2 separate regions of the Rattus norvegicus genome follow, and region 2 is linked to region 1. The links are chromatin contacts, called in public Hi-C maps. All regions are on one chromosome and are shown on one strand. Each heading gives the region's core, a stretch centred on a gene start, on an enhancer-like site or on the middle of the called end of the contact. The rest is flanking DNA. Distances are from core to core; before and after follow the strand shown.

Region 1 (3,026 bases), core at 202-2,701:
CTGAATGCAGCAGTACAACAAAATTTCAACTAAGTTGGAGAACTAAAAATTACTCAACGATTACGGTTAACTATGGAATCTGGAGGACGCAGTACCAAGACCGATTCATCGCGTCCAATTACCAGCCTCAACCCCTTTCACCATTTCGCAATTCCCAGCGATCGACTACGTGCTCAAGGTTCTTACCGTATGTGAGGGATGCCAACCCCACCTTGAAGAATCTTATACAGTTTGCTCTCGTACAGCAACTGGGGATGCCTGGCCTTCTGGGATTCTAGTTTCACTGCCACTTCCTGCAGAGGAAAGGGGACGATGGTATCAAAATCCCTACGGATTCAAACTCACTTGGGAAACGAGAAATGTTAGCAATGCTTGCTTCCAGTTGCCACTATGAGGACGTGAAGAGACGGGCATGTCCTCTAAATCTAAAGTGAGTGAAACAAAAGGAGTCATCCAGAAAACAGGCAACCTTGGAACGTAAGGCGAGACTTTTAAAAGGAAACTGTTCTAACTGGAACAAGAACCCCAGATTAAATTTGAGAAATACAAAGAAAACCATGGCGATCATACACGACTTCGCCCTTCTCCTCTTAAATAACGGTTAAAATGAAATACTTTGAACAAGGTGGGAAACCTCAGAGCTTACCCTCCCTTTCTATCGGGTTTTTCCTTTTTAGGGAAATAGTGGGGGAGGCTGCTAAGCCAGGAAAACTGGCTCGCTCTGGACTCCCTAGTGCGTGCGTGCGTGCGTGCAGTGGGAAGGTTTGGAGTACTTAGGGGGGTTGGGGGTGAAAAAAAGCCCAGCGTTAACGTTCCCCCAGAACCGGGTGATTACCTCGCCATTGGTGATGTTGATCGCTAGATAAATGTCCCCGAAGGAACCAGATCCGATCTTCCGCACCAGTTTGTATTTCCCACCGACGATAAATTCGGCCTTGGAGCCGCTGCTGCTCGCCATCCTGAGACGCGAAGATGGAGGCGGGGGCCAAGCCCCGACACCTCTGGAAGAGGATGGAAGCCTCCGGGGCTGTTCCACCCGGCAGATCTGAGGAGCGCGGCAGGCAACCTAAAACCAAGGCTTTGTTGGCGTTTCAGGGCGCAAAGGCGGCTGAGAGAAGCCGGATCGCCGCCGCTCGCTGAGGGCCTGGCCGCAGTTAGTTAAGGGTGGTCGCGGCTGCTGAAGCTCGGCCACTTGCTATTTGGGCGGCCGCCGCTGTTTCTTGTTCGCGGCGACGTCGCGGGCTGGGGAAGGGGCGCGGTGAATTAGGGCGGCAGTACCGCTGCCACCACTGCCGCCGGCTCCGGCCCGGAGGGAACCCGTCACTCCGCCGATGCCGCCATCTTGTTACTCCAGCTCCAGCCAACACAAAATGCCCCCAGTCCCCGGGAGCCGCTTCTTCACGGCGCGGAGCACTCTGGGAAAGGGATCTCGGGCGCTCTTTCGGTAGGGTGGGCTGAGAGAGGGAGGGCGGAACCGGATCCGCGAGAGTCGCAACCCACGCTCCTAGCGTCACCCAGCCACGCCCAGGTGCGCCTGCGCACTGAGATGCCTGCGGGCTGCGCAGGTCTGGTGTAGCCTGTGCTCTTCCCCGCCCGGGCTCACTTCCACTTCCGGCCGTCCGGGGCTCTACTCTTGCTACCTGTTAATCACTTTGGACCCCGAGGGCAGTGTCTTGCTATGCGTCAGGCGAGCGCGTTAGGGAGTCACCTTCTTTTCAAATGTGGCCAATGAAAGCTTCTGGTCTCCTTGGGAGTTGAGTGATCTTTTTTCCGCGTTTGAAGCGGTTTATAGCCTTTGATCCTTTTTCAGGTCACTCTGGAGCCGTCCTTTTCCTGCACAGTGTGTCGAAATAGGTTGTGGCCTCTGATGAGAAAAGCTGCGCCGGGCGAGCTGGGTTTAGGAAGTGGCAGATTCCTACTGATTATTAGTAATTAAGGGTTCAGGGCTCCGTGAAATGTCGCTAATTCCCCTTCCCCCATTTTTTAAGGGAACATGAAGAACCTGGTATTAGTCTCACCCTGTGTCTGTTCGTATTCCTTTGAATACACTTGATCTGAAAGGAGCAATTCTAATAGAAACTTCATTATCACTAGCGTTATGAACAGAAAAACTTGACAATAAATTTGCGCATAATAAAATTTGCTATACTTATCCTTCAAAGAAGCAGTTTCGTCTTGGATCATGTCGAGAAGTACATTATTAGTGCAAAAGGTACAAATGAATATTACAAAATAAAACCGACATCGTTTAAAACAAGGTAATTTTTTATTAAAAACTGATAAAACGGGACTTGTCTTTATTTTCAAGTACAAAATTTTACTGAAAATTAAGGTTTACAAAAGCTCCCTCGGGCACTATGAAACATGAGTATAGCCTGTAAAACTTTTTTAAGTCAATGCTAAAATAAACATTAAAATGGAAAAAATGGTGTATTTTTATTTGTGTGTGTGTGTGTGTGTGTGTGTGTGTGTATGAGTTTTTGTGCATCACATACATGGATGCAAGAGGGAACTGGACTGCATGAACTGGAATCACCGGTGCTTGAGAGGTACCTGATGCAGGTAACAACTGGTCTCCAGGTCTTCTGTAAGAGTAGTTAAGTTCTCTAAACCACTGAGCCATCACTCCAGACCTAGGAAAAATGAAAAAAAAAAGTCTTAAATACAACTTTGAACACTGGTACAGTAGTTAGAAGTAGAGACTGTCTAGGGCTTAACAAGTAGTTCTGAAGGATAAGTGAACTAGGGTTGGCAAAGCATACGTGACACACACACACACACACACACACACACACACCACATCTTGATGGAGGATGAAAAATGCTGTGTTGGTGCAGTAGTGAGAGCACTAGAGAACTAAACTGGGTGATTTTCAAAGGTGTGCATTTAGATAGGTGCAAGTCTAGCAAAGTGTTCCACAGAATTATAGAGGAACAGTGCTTGGTTCTTCTGCAACCAATCTAATTTCATGTATTTTATTGAGATTCTTATCTTCTTACATTTGTGTCATTAAAATACATTTTCGG
Region 2 (3,026 bases), core at 259-2,758, 360 kb before region 1:
GTGTGGAATCCATTGACACCTCAAGTTATCTAAAGGGTCCTCAGCCACTACCATGCATTTAGGACATAGCAACAGTCTCAGCGGCGCCAGGGACAGACCTTACATTTATCCATAAGGTGTCTTCTCTCCAGTGTTAAGAAGGCAGCTACTGCACCTTAACCAGAGACCTCAGACTCAAGTACGTGCAGTCGTTCTCACAGAGAATGTCTAGTTAACCTAGAGGGGTCAGGTTTGCAAAAAGACGCTGTGCCCTAGAATTTCGAACTCCGAGAGTATGAACATTCAGTTTTCTGAGTTCACACATGTCCCCTCTGGAGTCACTGTATAGACCAGGATGGTATATACGGTCTCTAGTCTGGTTATTTGTTACATTTTTGTAAGCATGAATTAGGCTAAGGAAATGCCAGAGTTGGCAGTCATAGGAATGTGAAGAGCCTCCACCTTATGTTGGCCGGTTGTCACCAAAGAATTCAGAAAATAGCCATGACAACTAATTGCTATAACAATAACAACAACTCGAGGTAAGTTAGCTGTACAAAAGCGGAGGTGACCCAGCATCATGAGGCTATGTACCTGCTGCCTTCCTCAGATGGGAGAGAGCAACAGGGTGAAGATGCTTAGACCTCCCACAATTAGGGTTGGGGTATATTAGGGTCACATAACACAAGGGTCATTTTTTTTCCGACAAATACTGATACCTACTGTGCCAGGCCCTGATGGAGGAGGTCTACTGAAAAGACCCTTTTTTTGTCATACAGTGAACGTTGCTTGTGCGACAGGGGAGGTAGGCTGTCAGAGCAAATTAATCTAGTGATCCCAGAAATCAAGAGAGTAAGTAGGGGAACGGGGACACGAGCTGAAAGGAAAACGGCATCCTGAGCATCTGTCTTATTTACTGACACAGCTACCTCAGGATCCAGTTCAGTAGGAACCTGCTCAAAGCTAAACTGCACCCAGCTTGTCAGCCCTGGGCTGAGTTGGGAGCTCAAACTCCAGCAAATCCAGTCTCTCCTTCTAAGTGATAACTTTCCTCTTTCCTTCCTTATATCGGCTCACCCCCTAGGTCCCAGGTTCACCCCCACCCCACCCGCCCGTACTACTGCCCTCAGGACATCAGGGTCCCGTTTTTTTTTTTTTAGGGGAGGGGGTGGAGTTGGTGTTTTTTTTTTTTTTTTCTTCCCACCACCCCAGCACTCAGGCAGAATGCCCTGCAGGGCGGAGCCTCAGACACGCGCCGGCGCGTCCAGCAGGTGGCAGCAGCGAGCGGCCGCGCCCCCCGAGCTGCCAAGCTGCGAGCCCACATCATGGATGGCGAGCTCTCAGGTTTCGCCTGGCTCGCCCTGGCATCCCAGACCCCAGACGACCAGCGGGATTCATGAGCCACTTGCAGGGGCCGGGGCAGGGGCCTCTGGCTCCCAAAACTGGACAAGAGGTGGGTCCCGGGGCGGGTCGCTGCTCCCGAGGCCGGGCGGGGACGCGCTGCCTCCGCCCTGCCTCCCTGTGGTCCACACCCCCTTCGGGCTCCGCAGCCTGCCGGCTGGGATAACGCGGGGTGCGCACGAGCCGGCGCTGCCAGCCTCGCTACTGCCCGGGGTTCGGGTCCCAGGTGCTGAGGACGAAGCACCTGAGTCCTCCTCGCCTGCCCCTCCTCTCTGTTCACCTGCCCTGTTCGTCCACTCGCCTTAAAGGCCAGCGGCTCCAGCCCAGACGGAGAGGGGCCAGCAGGGGGAGAGCGCACCTGAGGATACACAGCTGGCCCTGCTCTGCCTTTTCACCCTTAGGTGATGAGTGAGGCCAGGAGAAGAACACAAGATTTAAAAAGCAACCCGGGCCTCCGTTTTGAATGAACGACCCAGAGCAAAGGCATCACCATGAACACGAGCAGTAAGTGGATCCTCCTCTCCTTTGCCATGGGAACAGGGGTGGGGGCGGGAGGTTCAGGAGCCTGCGCCCGGGCTGCCTGGAAAGAGGAAGGAAGCCGGTATCCGCGGGGACACCTGACTCCTTCTTCTTCGGGTGCTTTCGGAGCTCCCTGGCACAGGGAGAGCTTTGAGGTCTGCCTTTTCCTGATGATTTTGCTAATGTTTAATCGGCAGCGCCAGTTGCCTCTGTCGGGAAAACTGCTGTCTCCTAGCTATGCCTGGAAAGGCCTAAGAAGCAGTAGTGTGGCCATTGTCTGACTGTGGGGGGCTCCCAGGAGACCTCCATGCCCACATCTGTAAATCCACGGAGGCCCTGCTTGTCCCGGGAAGAGCAGAGAGGCCGTGGGCGGACCTGGGCGGACCTTGGATGGCAAAGAGCAATTTGATAAACAAATCCTCATGAAGCCACCTTTAGGTCCTGAGGAAGATCCAGCTCCTGTTCCCTCAGTGGTCCAGGCTGGTTCCCTACCGACCTGGAGGCTGCTTAGCCTACAGGAGAATGAGAGGAAGTGGCAAACCCTCTGAGCAACAGCTTTGGCAGTAACTGCCCTGCAGAGCCTGGCCCGGACACTTAGGGCCCTGGATATCATGAAATGCACTCAAGCAACCCAGGAAGGCCCTGGTTGGGTTAATGTGACCCAGGCATTACCCTAGGAGGGCATGATTGTGTTCAACTGGCACTGTCTGGCTCTGTTTTCAACTTGCTGGCTGGGGTCATCTCGGTACCAAATCCGACGGTGGAAGCAGAGGCTCCCTGCAAGCATTCCCAGTTGGGGGTTCTGACTTTTGGGCTTAGTCCCAACTCTACATCTCAGATTGCTCAGCTATGAGATCTGGAGGGATAAATCAGAGACCTTTCTGATCAAGAACTGACAAGGTCTTTCTACAAATGCTAGAGCTTGGCAGTAAGGGCGGGGTGAGGGGGGGTTCAGCACCTGAGTGAGACGAGGTCCAGGCTAGCCCCGCTAGTTCCTGACCCTCCCTCCATTTCAAGGCCTTGGCACAGAGAGAAACTGCAGAGCCGCTGGGATGGAAACGAAATGTATTTATTTACTACGTATTTGCGTGACTCACGTCTCGTCTCTGCTGTCTTCCTTTGTGTAT

Evidence for each region. A called contact is a pair of places that touch in the nucleus more often than the background predicts.
Region 2: a Hi-C map of kidney shows a contact between it and region 1, with 8 times the contacts expected there. The contact joins the promoter of Ablim3 here to the promoter of Csnk1a1 in region 1. A contact is called at or near these places in 4 of 12 Hi-C or Micro-C datasets (hepatocytes, kidney, mammary epithelial cells and 1 more).

The regions. Positions count from the first base shown.
Region 1 is chr18:57,285,837-57,288,862 of GRCr8, reverse strand. Csnk1a1 (casein kinase 1, alpha 1) reads right to left here and starts at 1,451. Exons shown (of 10, transcript NM_053615.2): 1 at 836-1,451; 2 at 187-293. The coding sequence starts at 958.
Region 2 is chr18:57,645,192-57,648,217 of GRCr8, reverse strand. It overlaps Ablim3 (actin binding LIM protein family, member 3), which reads left to right and starts at 1,508. Exons shown (of 23, transcript NM_001191698.1): 1 at 1,508-1,884. The coding sequence starts at 1,872.